Regions from separate parts of the Mus musculus genome. Here region 2 is linked to region 1. Evidence: chromatin contacts called from public Micro-C data. All regions are on one chromosome and are shown on one strand. Each heading gives the region's core, a stretch centred on a gene start, on an enhancer-like site or on the middle of the called end of the contact. The rest is flanking DNA. Distances are from core to core; before and after follow the strand shown. Region 1 has its middle 10 kb from the start of Slc5a4b. Region 2 overlaps S100b (S100 protein, beta polypeptide, neural).

Evidence for each region. Hi-C and Micro-C count contacts between places; a contact is called where the count stands out from the background.
Region 2: a Micro-C map of the HL-1 cell line shows a contact between it and region 1, with 2.7 times the contacts expected there. The contact joins two enhancer-like sites. A contact is called at or near these places in 2 of 484 Hi-C or Micro-C datasets (the HL-1 cell line and nephron progenitors) and 3 of 9 other capture datasets (adipose tissue, embryonic stem cells and pancreatic islet).

Annotation. Positions count from the first base shown.
Region 1 is chr10:76,117,916-76,124,521 of GRCm38.p6, forward strand. No RefSeq gene overlaps it. Among named protein-coding and RNA genes, the nearest start is that of Slc5a4b, 10 kb to the left of the region's middle. Within about 2 kb of position 3,791, at least 27 of the 459 cell types and tissues checked have an H3K27ac peak or open chromatin away from gene starts, as enhancers often do. A contact at or near this core is called in the HL-1 cell line, where this site is marked.
Region 2 is chr10:76,254,163-76,261,145 of GRCm38.p6, forward strand. S100b (S100 protein, beta polypeptide, neural) reads left to right here. Exons shown (of 3, transcript NM_009115.3): 2 at 2,865-3,010; 3 at 5,766-6,983. The coding sequence starts at 2,873. The coding sequence ends at 5,906. Among named protein-coding and RNA genes, the nearest start is that of S100b, 3.8 kb to the left of the region's middle. Within about 2 kb of position 4,064, at least 115 of the 459 cell types and tissues checked have an H3K27ac peak or open chromatin away from gene starts, as enhancers often do. A contact at or near this core is called in the HL-1 cell line, where this site is marked.

The sequences.
Region 1 (6,606 bases), core at 2,541-5,040:
TCCCTTGTCCCTTGCCTAGGGAGCACTGAAGGAGAAGGCAGTGGGGAGACAAGAGCAGGAGAGCTGGCCTGGTCCCTCACCAGCTACTGCACTGGGGAGAGCAGACACCTTGACTGAGCAGCACAGTAGAGCTGGCTTTGGTGGTGTGCATACAGGTAAGCTAGCCCCAAGGGCACAAGAGCGGGACGAGCTGGCCCTGTCTTTTGCTGGCTGTGGCACTGGGTGAGCCAGCTGGGGAAGTGCTGGAGAGCTCCCCCTGGTGGCGCGAGTGCAGGAGAGCTGGGGTGCTGACCAACTTAGCTACCATCCAGGTCTAGATCCAAGGTTTTGAGTTGGCCCATTCCAAAATCTACCTCATCTATGAACTTCTGGAGTACATGAAAGGGCCAGTCTTGCAGTTCCAAACTGGAGCTCCATGACGCAGGGCAACAACAGAATAATCTGTGAGAAGTCCTGATGAGGATCCAGTATTGATAGCGTAGCAGACACCAGAGGCCTCAAACCAGACTCATTGCAATGTGTCACACACAACAGTTTTGGAGACGGAGACAAGAAGCTCGGCTGGCAGGAGGCTCGGGCTGTGGAGAGCATGATGGTTGCTTGTCCTGCCATCCGAGATGAGCAATAAATTGTAATCCCGTAGAAAGTGATACCCTCTGGCCCATCATCATTTGACTGCTAAGGCTGCGGGGCGTTTTCTATGACTCATGGTGTTGGCCACAGGTATATCTGGGAACCCTGACGCTCAGGTGGAGCACAGCCCTCGTCTCCTTGGCCTCCTTCCATCCACCGGCGTGTCGTCGTCCCCCGTCCCCCCACCCCCCCGCCAGGGTCAGATCTGAAAGCAACAAAGCTGGTTCTTCAGTACAGACCCCAGTGCTCTGTTTTCCTCCTAGTACATACCTTGTGGTTTGGATATGTCACAACCCACCACCTAACACCTCCCAGTCACTGTATAAACTACAGAATCTCTTGGTGATGGAAGAGTGGGCTGGTTCTCACATGCTGCAATACCAGGAGTAGCCAGCAGAGGCTCCTGCTACATAAACAAGAAAATCTAAGAACAAGAAGCTTGGGGTGGGGGGTGGGGAGGATGGGATCACACGACCTTTGACCCATCTGGGCTCAGAACCAGACTCCAGTAGGAGAGATAAGATAGCTTTACCACAATTGGCTGCTTTCTTTATGCCTGTATTATTATTATTATTATTATTATTATTATTATTATTATTTTAAATGTGATCCACTGAGTTTAACCAGGGTTGCCTAATTTGAGCATGAATTTGGAGTTCTCTGCTGGGGTCCAGTGGGCTCAGTATACATACACAACAGGGCAGCTGGAGATTCCCTCATCCCAGAACTTGTCGATAGCCAACAGGTCAGTAGTAAAGGATATGGTCCCAGGAGCCCCTCCCACTTCTATGAAGGTTGATAGGACCTGTCATGTCGTGAGCCTTAGTGCGGGAAACCTCAATCATAGTTCACCAACAGTATCAACTAACCGGACCCCTCAGAGCTCCCAGGGACTAAACCACCAACCAAAGGGTATACAGGGGCTGTTCCATTGGCTCACGCTACAAGGTAGCAGAGTTCTGCCAGGCAGAGAAGGCACTTAACCATCAGTGGGAGGGGAGGTGCTTGGTTCTGTGGAGGCTTGATGTCCCAGAGAAGCGTTAGAGGGGTGAGGCAGGAGTATGTGGGTGGGTGGGGCACCCCCTAGAGGCAAAGGGGAAGGGGAGGAGGTGGGGTGTTCGTGGAGGGGAGACCAGGAAGGGGAACAGTATTTGAAATGTAAACAAATAAAATAATTAATTTAAAAAAGAATTTAGAGAGAGCAAAACCTTTTAAAATTTATTTAATAATTTCCCACATGAGACATTGTATTTGCATTGCCCCCTCCACCAACCCCTGGCCCCTGCCGCCGGGTCATCCAGCGTCTGCCACCCCTATTGAATTCATGACCTTTTCTTGTATATATTGGGCCTCGAACTCTTGCAATCTTTCTTCCGCCTTTCCCACAATCTTCTCTGAGCCCGGGGTGTAGGAGTTATGCTTTCTTGGGCATCTCATAATGGCTTTCTCTGCATTGTGACCAGTTGTGCACCTGTAATAACCTCTGTTTACTCCAAAATGGATTCCCCCCTGAGAGTTGAGAACCCCCTTTATCTATAGTATAAAGAGAAGTATTTAAAGGCAGTTGAAATGTATATCCCTTTAGTAACAATGTATCAGTAATATGTTCCCCTCTAGGACCTCTGAGCTCTCCAGCTGTGGGCTCATAGCTAGGTTTACAGCACTAAGCATGACTAAGCATGCATTCTCCGCAGTTGAATGGGCATTAGGTCCAATTAAACAGCTAACTGATTACACCCAAGATGAAAGTTCCAATCTGTTCTTAGGCTTTCCAGCTAAACTGGACGGTTGACAGTGTTTCTCCTCTGGCAGCTTGCATGGCACCTTCCAATACAATGAGAGCTGCTTTAGGGAGGAGGCGTCCAGGTTCTTGATCTCTTCAAGGGCTGAAACTGAAGTGTGTGTCGTCTTCAGCAATCATGAATTAGCTTCATGTCCTGGCAGGCAGCCAAGGGCAACAATAGCTTAAATTGCTTTGATGGTCTGTCAGACACACCAACTAACAGCTCAAAGGGAGAGATCCCTTGCAGGCACTGGTTTTTTTTTTTCCCCCTCTATGGCTCAGAGGGGACCAGGGAGTATTACCTCATCACAGGGAGGCAAATTCATTAATGCTGTATATATATGCACACATACACACTTATCTATATGCACACATACACACTTCAAACAATATCACATACACATATACAAACATACACACATTACACACATACATAGATATCCTACATACACACACTATAAATAAGCTTATAAAGTAATGGGTATCCATATGGCTTCTCCAAACATCCTTAGTGTTGCTTACCTGCTCAGTCCTCTTCTCTCATATTAGCCTCCCCAGCTGAGGCCTCTTCCTCCCTTTTCCTCTTTGCTCTGTTTTTACCCAGTGGTCTCTTTCTACTTTCCTGGCTTCTACAGGTTATTCCAAATATTCCTATAGAATCAAACCTAAAGACGTGGATATAAGGGTTGGAAAGATGGCTCAGCAGACAAGAATGCTTATTACTTTTGCAGAGGTCCTGAGTTGGGTTCCCAGCACTCACATGGTGGCTCATAACTGTAACTCCATATAGGTTCTGATGTCCCTGCATGACTCTACACTACAGGCCCCTGCATTGTGTGGTGCACATAAACTCATGCATGCTCACATATTAGAGTGTATGTAGAGTATAAAACTATGGATCTGAGGTACTTCACTCAGAATATATTCCATTTCCATCGATGTACCTGCAGATGTCATGATTTCTGTTTTCTCTATAGATGAACAGAATTCCATTGTGTCTGTAAGGGCATTTTTACAATCAGTTATTGAACATCTAGCCTCTTGCATTCTCTAACTTTTGTGACTAGGTACCATGAGCATGCTCAAGCAAGTATCTCTGTGACTGAAAGCTCAGCTTTACACACAGAGCCTGTATTAGGTATTTCATTATCTTAACAAAAAAGCTGCCAAATACACAACACAAGTAACCATCAATAGATAAGTTGATAAATAACATAAGACATGTGGATCATTTTCTATTAGTCAGCCTTGAAAACAAATACAGTTCTGACACATGACAAAAGATTTCAAAACATTTTCCTAAGTGATCTAAGGCAGAACCCACCCCACGCCTGCAAAGGGCAAATGTCACATATTCTATCTGGGCGAGGTTCTTAAAATAAACAAAGTCATTTCAGCAGAGTATAGACTTGACACTATCAGAGGCTAGAGAGAGTAGGAAGTGAATTGCTGGAAGATGAGAGCATTCTGGTGTATAACTTCATTTGGAAGATTAAAATTTCTAGAAACGGGAGGCGGCGATGGCTTATAGTGCTATGAATGTACTTCATATCATTAAATCCTGCACTTGGTTGGAACAGTCAGTCTTGTACATTTTATCTTAGGTGGCCTTGAGCTTTGTCCCTTTTCTGCCTGAGTGGCTATCACAGTGGGAGTTCCTGGGAGCTGTGGATAAGAAAAACCAAAACCAAAACCAAAACCAAAAAACAAAAAACAAAAACAAAAAAACCCCAAAAACCCAAACAACAGTAGTGGCTAAGCAACATCCTTGAATATACTTAAACTTGACCACATCGTTCCTCCTCCCTGCTTACTAAGCCTTCCCAGAGACCTTGGAAGGACAAAGCGGCCTTGAGGGTCAGGCTCTGATAGAATTCTCATGTGAGTCCTTGCTACTTCACCCAAGCACACCCTTCCCCACATCCAGGTGATCTTTGGGATTCCACCTTGGGGTTTTCAAACAATGAATGGAATTATGAGTTGCCCTGTATGGGAGACGAAGAAAAGTGGTATTAAAAAGCCCGGTTTTACTTCACTATTATTCAGTTCATTCAAGTAGAAGTCTAGACTGATCTGCCAGTATCGTTGAAAGCTGTTTTCCCAAAGAAGCCTGGGTATCCTGGATTTCTCTTATCAGAATCCCACATTTCTTGTGATGTCTGCTGAGAGCCATGGTGATGGTGATTCCAGCTTTGTTGTCACAGGGGTGCCAGACTTTGCCACACACCGGGAGTGCTTACTAGTCTGGCACCCAGGTGACCAGTTATCCATAGGAGATATACCCTCCTGGTGGCCCTGGGGCCAGGACTCCCAAGAGTGCAATAGAACTCAGAAAAGCTCAGGGACCCAGTCAAGAAGCACAGCCCATCAAGTTGGTAAGAACCAGATTCGTTTTGACCTGAGAGCAGAAGGGGAGCCTCATCACCTCCTGGAGCCCCAGAATGTACAGAGTAATCCCACATAGGGTAGAGAAGAAAGCATCGTTCTACAGATGCTCAGGGTACTGAGGGATGGGATGGAGAGGACATATAAATGGCTGCTCATGAGATGAATGTTGAGTCTTTTTTTAAAAAAATATTATTTATTTATTATTTATACAAGTACACTGTAGCTGTCTTCAGACACACCAGAAAAAGGCATCAGATCCCATTACGGATGGTTGTGAGCCAGCATGTGGTTGCTGGGATTTGAACTCAGGACCTTTCACAGGAGCAGTCAGTGCTCTTCACCGCTGAGCCATCTCTCCAGCCCAAATGTTGAGTCTTGTGCTGTGATTTTGAAGTTGTCATCAAATGGCGAGGTGGTCCTATGAGGGTGCCAGCATTGGGTTCTAGCTCTAAACTACTGATGCTTAGAGGCACAGGAATATTCCCATTAAGAAAGAGACCAGGCGTGCCGGGCAGTGTGGCGCACGCCTTTAATCCGAGCACTTGGGAGGCAGAGGCAGGAGGACTTCTGAGTTTGAGGCCAGCCTGGTCTACAGAGTGAGTTCCAGGACAGCCAGGGCTATACAGAGAAACCCTGTCTCAAAAAAAACCAAACCAAACCAAACCAAAAAAAGAGAAAGAGTCCAGGAACGGCAGCACAAAAAGCCTTTCCGTAGCCCACTTCCTCATCCTTCTTATGTGGAAGTGCCATCTTTTAGTGGCAGAAAATTGTAATTGACCAGAGTAAGGTAGATGACCATTTACAATGCATGACAAAAAACTTTCAAAGGATATTCAGGAAAACATTGTGTTGAGCTAACTGTAGACATTCTGTGAAATAGATTGGCCCCCATTTATAATCTGCTGACTCTCTGAGGGGGCTGTCTTAGTCAGGGTGTCTATTCCTGCACAAAACATCCTGACTAAGAAGCAAGGTGGGGAGGAAAGGGTTTATTTGGCTTACTCTTCCACATTGCTGTTCATCACCAAGGAAGTCAGGACTGGAACTCAAGCAGGTCAGGAAGCAGGAGCTGATGCAGAGGCCATGGAGGGATGTGACTTACTGGTTTGCTTGCTTGCTCAGCCTGCTCTCTTATAGAACCCAAGATTACCAGCCCAGGGATGGCACCACCCACAATGGGATAGACCCTCCCCTCTTAATCACTAATTGAGAGAATGCCTTACAGCTGGATCTTATGGAGGCCTTTTCTCAAGGGAGGCTCCTTTCTCTGTGATAACTCCAGCTTGTGTCAAGTTGACACACAAAACCAGCCAGTACAGGGGCACTAGAGGCCTTTAATGCACACAAAGGACCTATGCAGTTGACACGTTACCAAAGGCTGAGGGCTTGAAGCACAGGAACTTAGAAGTTATTGGGAATGGCCAGGGACAAAGGAAACAAAAGTCAAAAAAAGGCTGAGACGGCACCAACAACCATGCATTAGACTAACGAGGGCAGGCAAGGATCCAGGAACACCAAGTCCAAATCATCAAACAGAGAAACCTTAAGGAACCTGTGGTCAGAAGGACTGGCGGGGGGTGGGGGGGAGATAATAGAAGGAATGCAGACAAGGAGTATTTGAGTGGTGACTGCTCTTTCTTTCAAATAAGACAAATAAATAATAGCACTAATGACCATCAATGATGTTTTTGTTTTTTGTTTTTGTTTTTGTTTTTGAGACAGGGTTTCTCTGTATAGCCCTGGCTGTAGACCACGCTGGCCTTGAACTCAGAAATCTGCCTGCCTCTGCCTGCCAAGTGCTG
Region 2 (6,983 bases), core at 2,814-5,313, 140 kb after region 1:
GTGTCTGTGTTACAGCGGGGGGATTGTCTTTGGTTTTGTTTTCATTAAACCAGGGAAACCTTAGGCCATAGTTAGAACTTCAGAATGACTGCCGATGTTTTTGGAGATGGCGCACAGTGCGTCTTCTCTGAGTCCTAAGGGAAGGATTTCCTTTCCTGGAATAGGGTTACCCCAAATCTCCAACCGCAGCTCCCCTTTCTTCATGGCAACTTTTCCCGGGGTCCCTGGAGCACCCCTGTGAGCTTTTCCAGTTTTCCTATTCGAAACGCCAAGAGCTACATCTCCAGACACTGCTCAAAAAAGAAAAATCCAAAGCAGTTGAAACTTTTCAAATCATTATGAATTGGGACAGAGAGATGAAGGTTTGGGGGTGGCTCCTGACTTTCCTGTCATCCCTCCTGGGGAAGGGTGGTCTCTGTGGGGACCCCTCACCTTACAGGCAGTGCCATCCCAAGAAGCTCCAGCCCTGTGTTTCTTTATAAAGACTCATCCGTTTGTCTTAGAAGGCAGACAACAAACCAATGCTTCCTTAGTTGAAAGAATAGGGAGATTTTTGAATTTTTAATATAGTCATGAAAAAATAAATTTTTATTTATTTATTTATTTTTTGCCTATGGGATATGGTGTTTCACCATTTACTTTTAAGTCTTAGTCCTTATCCACAAAAAGATCATTTAGCTCTCCCTCCCCCAGCCGTTAGGACTTTGAGCAGTATCAGTATGACACAGAATCTCTGAAGACTTTTTTTTTAAATCAATAACTGTGCTGGGTATGAGCCAACCCTTGGGAGAGTAGAGACAAGGAGATCATTATTTAGAAGAGAATCTGGGGACAGTGAGACCCCCATCTCAATCTAAAAAGGAAAAAGGGCAGATAATTCTGTGCCTGTCCTTCCCTCCCCTCTCCTCCCTCCCCTCCCCATGGGACTAAACATATTTTCTTTCATAAAAAAAAAAGACAAACAAAAACAGTAACCGGGGCTGTTGAGATGGTTCAGTCCAGCATCCACATGGAATTACTGACTGTAATTCCAGTTCCCAGTGATCTAACACCTTCTTCTGGCCTCTGCGGGCACCAGGCATGCACGCTACAGAGACATACCTGTAGGCAAAACACCCAGACACATAGGATTTTCTTTTAGCTAAAAGACCAACAGTAACTAAAAACTCAAGTTAAGAGACTAAGAGAGAATGTTACATTTTGTCTATCTGGGTTGTTCTTCTTATATGAGGTACTTCAGGTGTCTTTGGAAAACATGAACAAACCAAAGAACCAGAGAGCCAATACAGGGCGAAAACCTTCGTTTCTTTTGGGAGATCCTTAATAAAAATGTAAAAAGCTACGAAAGTTGTATTCTAAAATGTAACATGTTCAACATGGAAATGACTTTTGAACCTTTGTTTAATTATGACAGTGCAGGTTCTGGTTTAAGGATCAGAACTCGAGGCTAGGAGCTGCCAAATGTCTCTGCCTAAGAGGCTGGTTTCTAAAATGATCCCAGAGCCACCCTTAATGGCTTAATGTTAATGAAGTTCCTCAGATAATCGAGCGGCCCTCCCTGAATCCCCGGGCTGTGGCTGTGGCATCAGGTGCCCACTGCAAAGGCTGTTTGCTTCTCTCAGGCATGCATGCCTGTTCACAAAGAAGCTGCTGTACTCTGAGGCCAGGCCAATGAAGCAAGCACAGAACTCAGGGCTGGGCCTCCGTCGCCCTGTCAGGATGCCAGGAGAACCATATGACCTTGGAGTACGTGTTTCTGCAAGGTCACTTCACTGGTAGTTTTCAAAAACTTGGTACAGGAATTTTACAGTCTTTATTTTTTATATATATATTTTTGGTTTGTCCCCCATCCCCCCCCAAAAAAACCTCACTCATATTTTATTTATACATCTTAAACTAATATATTAATTCAAATGAAAATAAGCTCTTTGTTAGGGTTTTTATTACTAAGATGAACACCATAACCAAAAAGCAAGTTGGGGAGGAAGGGCCATTCAGCTTTGGCGTCCACATCACAGATCATCATCATAGGGATTCAGGACAGGAACTCAAGCAGGGCAGGATCCCGAGGGCAGGAGCTGGTGATGCAGAGGCCATGGAGGGATGCTGCTTACTGGCTTGCTCAGCCTGCTTTCTTATAGAACCCAGGACCACCAGCCCAGGGATGGCACCACCCACAATGGGCTCAGCCCTCCCTCATCGATCACTACTGAAGAAAATGCTCTATAGCTGGATCTTATGAGGGCGTTTTTCTTAATTGAGGTTCCTGTCTCTGAGAAAGGGCTTTAGCTTGTGCCAAGCTGATATAAAACTAGCCAGAACATTCTTAATCTTGTTCCTCAGAATCTTTTGGAAGTACCTGCATTTTTCCTCCTAACCCCTGATATTATTGCTGTATGAGGAAGCTGTTACTGCATTTTAAAAATGGTTCACTGATAGTGATGTGTGTGTGTGTGTGTGTGCGTGTGTACAGGTAGATATTTACTTGTTACTAGTCATCTTAGTGTCTTTCTTAAATCCATCAGCTGATGGTATATCCTGGAGACCTCTGGGATTGGGAATAGCCACCAGGAAGACCCGGAGTCATTCCCTAATGCTTTGCATTAGCATCTTTGCTAGTTTCTCATTGGCCAAACCCAACCAGAAACCAATGGTCTTGGAAACTTCGCTCTGTAGCCTATGGGGACATAGAAGGGACAGGGTGGGCCTGGGCAAAAGAGGATGAACCCTGGTCAGCGTGGATCCCAGGATGCCTCTCCCTGGTAGGCCTCTCTACCCCTCATCTGAGCTGAGGCCTGAGAACAACGTATTAAGCTCTCCAAAGAACAGGGTAGAAAACATGAAAACGTATCCTTCCTCTGCAGCTCCCGGGATGTCCGAGCTGGAGAAGGCCATGGTTGCCCTCATTGATGTCTTCCACCAGTACTCCGGGCGAGAGGGTGACAAGCACAAGCTGAAGAAGTCAGAACTGAAGGAGCTTATCAACAACGAGCTCTCTCACTTCCTGGAGGTAAGAGACCATCTCTGAGCTGCACTAGAAATGGTCCTTATGTCTGCTCCTGTCTCTGTATCCAGACCCTGGGTTGCTTCTGGATATTAGTTTGAATGGCTAAGCCCTTGGAGTATGAGCTCAGAGGGGCTGTTTCTATCCCTTGAATCTAAGGATCCATGGGTGAGGGCAGCAGAAGAGAATTGTAAGCCACTCACAAGTGACACTTAGGATACGTCAGCACGCATCTGTAGTCCTTGTACTTCAAAGGTGGAAGCAGGAAGCCAGCCTGGGCCATCTCTTAAAACAGAACAAGGCCGGTGAGAACGCTTAGCAGGCAAACGCACCTGCCACCAAGCCTGATGAGCTGAGTTTGACTGCTGGGATCTACACGGCAAGACCAATTCCATGTGTGTACCATGGTGTGAGAGTACGTAGGCATGTACACTCACACACACACAGACACACACACAGACACTTTTTTTTCAAAGCATGAGAAGTTTCGGGGAGGGGAAGAAATCTTTTCGCTTTGTCTAGCTGTCTGGTACTTCCTACAAAGAAATATCAGAGATTAAATAAACATTTAATGATCACTCAATAATTCAATATTTGAGATACAGGGACTCACAAAGCACCCAACCTAGCATGCCCACGAGTGAATACTTGCCCGAGGGGAGGAAGGGCTCCCGAGAGCATATGACATCAGGGCCTAAATTTAGTTTGGAGTCCACTTAGGGAGTTGCAGAAGAGTTCCTGGCAAGCTGCTCGTCTTTGGGCAGTTAATATTCTGGTAGTGAAAACACTCACTTCCTTACCCACTGTCTCCTCTGCCCTTGAATCAGTTTATTAGCGTTTCTACTGCCTACAAACCAAGTGCTCCCGTGGAGGTGAACTGTGATCCAACTGCCACCCAGTGCTCCCTTGGTCCCCTAAACCAAGGCTCACAGCACGCCTTGAACGATATGGGAACGCTGGTGGCATACAATGAATGTGTCCTGTCACAGAGAGCGCCCTTGGGTCACAGAAGTAGCCAACCACACAGACAGAGGAAAACCAGTCAGCGTTGGGTCAAGTGCCAAGCCTGGGTGTGGCACAGCCATGTCACATGGTAACAGGAAACCACTCTCCAAGTTAACTGGGCATGTTGATACTGACTGACTGGATGTCTGGCTGAGGTTGTCCTTTCTCCCATGCAGGCAAATTAATTGATGTGTAGGAAGGCAGCGGGCTTGTGGGCTTCTGGAGAAAATTTCCAGTGGGACTTGGGGATTAACTCCTCAGGCACTCAGATACCGGGCGACAGGAACTCTGTATGCAGGGGCAGTTGTCGTCCCATGCCCTCTGCCTTTTGACTTAACAGAAGAGTCGGAATCTCATCTTCCAAGAGGACTATACAGGGGTGAGGTGGGCGTGTCAGGCTCTTCACATTTAGTGAAATCCCAGTTGATAACAGTTTAAGATATTTGCTACACCTATGATTTTATAACAGGAAAAAATTAGCCAGTAACGGCACATCTATAAATGATAACTCATGTACGATATCAAAGTACCGTGCATGTTTGCTGGCCTGGTTCAACAAGAGCACTGGAGAACAATCAACTTGAAGGAGGGAAGGCTTATTGACTTATTTGGTTGGTTTTTGTTTTCTAATACAGGGTTTCTCTGCATAGCCCTGGCTGTCCTAGAACTCACTCTGTAGAGCAGGCTGGCCTCGAAGTCAGAGATCCACCTGCCTCTGCCTCCTGAGTGCTGGGATTAGAGGTGTGCGCCACCACGGCCTGGCTCCTAATTTCGGTGCACAGGTGTCAGGATCCACTGTTTGGGGGGCCTTTGAGGCAGACCACCCCAATGAGGACAAAGAAACAAAGGAAGGGGCGTGGCTCAGTGATGCAGCTTCCTCCCACTTTGCCTGCCTCCGAAGGTTCTATCATCTCCCTGTGATACCACAGATTAGCACCAAGTCTCCTACACATCAGCCTCTGGAGGCCATGTAGGTTCGAAATCAAAGCACCTATGTTGCAACTGGGAGAACTACACTGCTCCCACCTATCATTTGGGAGATGTTTAAAAGCCCCAGTGAGACCCTGGGAATCACCATCTTTTACACGGGAATCTTTGAAGCAGTTGGCTTGCCCACAGTGCTCTCCTGTCAGGGAGGTGGGGGGAGGTGTTGACTGAAACAGTCTGTACTGAAAACCTAAGCTCAGAGCCTGTACTCTTCCCACGGGTGTCTTGGGGCCCACAACTGCTGGGGCATCCGTTAGGAGCTGGACCGTTCACATGCTTTGTGCATCAGTTAGTAGGAGCAGTCCTACCATTCACCTGGCTCTGACATCAGAACTGTCAGGGAAAAAGCCAACGGCACCTAGGAAGTTACTCATGAAGAAAAAGAATAAACAGCGGCTCTGACACACCACCCCCAAGTGTCATTTTAGTGAATGCTAGGATCCACGAGACTCCCAAACACAGACGCTCAGGAGCGGGAGTTCATTTCTCTCACGTCACTGGCCCAGGCTGTCTGTTACTTCTTCATCTTTCCCCTGTTCTGAAGTAATCCAGGTCGCACCAGACCTAAGGAAAGAGGAGAACAGACTGCTTGCTCCCCACGTCCCTGTGGCTGACTGTCCCTGTGCACAGAAGGCTGTCAGGATGTCTCATTTCCTGTATTGGGACTGCTTCTGACGCAAATCGATCGGCCTGGTACTTTTAATAGCACTCTGACGGCTCCGTCTTATATCTAGAAAGATCACCCCCGCTCTCTCTTTTTCTCTCTTAGGAAATCAAGGAGCAGGAAGTGGTGGACAAAGTGATGGAGACGCTGGACGAAGATGGGGATGGGGAGTGTGACTTCCAGGAGTTCATGGCCTTCGTCGCCATGGTGACCACGGCCTGCCATGAGTTCTTTGAACATGAGTGAGACCAAAAAAAAAAAAAAAAAAAAAAAAAGTAGCTGAGCTGTTTCTGCAACAGACATGAGGGTCACAAGAGGAGGCACAGCAAAGGCTCATGGGCTCGAAGGAGCTGAGCTCTCTAGACACACATAACTAATTAGGAAGCTTGGTTTGCTTTGGGGATGAAACCCCAACCCCCTTCCCAGGGGCTGCTTTAAGTTAGCACATCATGATTTCTGCTAGGCTAGGCATTCCCGTGAGCTGACTGGTCCCAGGAACTGTTGGTAAGGGTCACTTAGGGGATGAGATCAACGCTCTGTTGATAAAACACGTGTTGCTGACCACCATGCCCCTGTAGAAGAGTCACCTGTAAGAATCAAGGCAGACTACCAACAGTACTTCCGTCAGTCAGCTTTCTTAGATGTATGCTTCCCATACATCTACAGACCCACAGCTGGATCTGCTGCCACCCGAAGAGGTTGCTCATCCTTACACCTGCTTGCCATCTGCCTGAGCAAATGATGCTCCAGAAAGTAGACAGACTGATCGCCTACACCCTTCCCCAGCTCAGAGGAGCACAGCCACACTTAAGTCTCTTCTTCCACAGTGTGCAGTGATTCGTTACTAAGTAAATATTTAATGCCAACAGTTCTAACTGGGGAAACAATTAGATCTCACAAACTAAGTATGAACATTCTAACTCAGGACCGAGAATCAAAATTCTGCTCGGCAGACTTCTCCTTTCAGGATGATCGCTTTGTTCCTGGAGGACAGAGGAGGGGAATGGCCAGAGTCTTTTTCTAGTTAGTTGTATCTTCCTTGCTCCCTCTGCTGTCCATAATGTGAGTGGCTGCGGAAGTTGAGATTCACAGGACGAGCTGATGGGGAATTAAGGGTCTCTGAGGTGTGTCCTTTAGCTGCTGGGAGCCATGTCTGACCTGCTGGTGCCTAGGGCCTGCTTAGCCCTTGGTGAGGCTGAGAGTCGAGGACTGTGGGAAGCTGGACTTGAGGCTTTCTAACTTGCATATTCAAATAGCGACGTTTTAAATAATCCAAGTTACATTTAAATAAAAACTGCATTGCAAATATTAAAAAGCCATTCT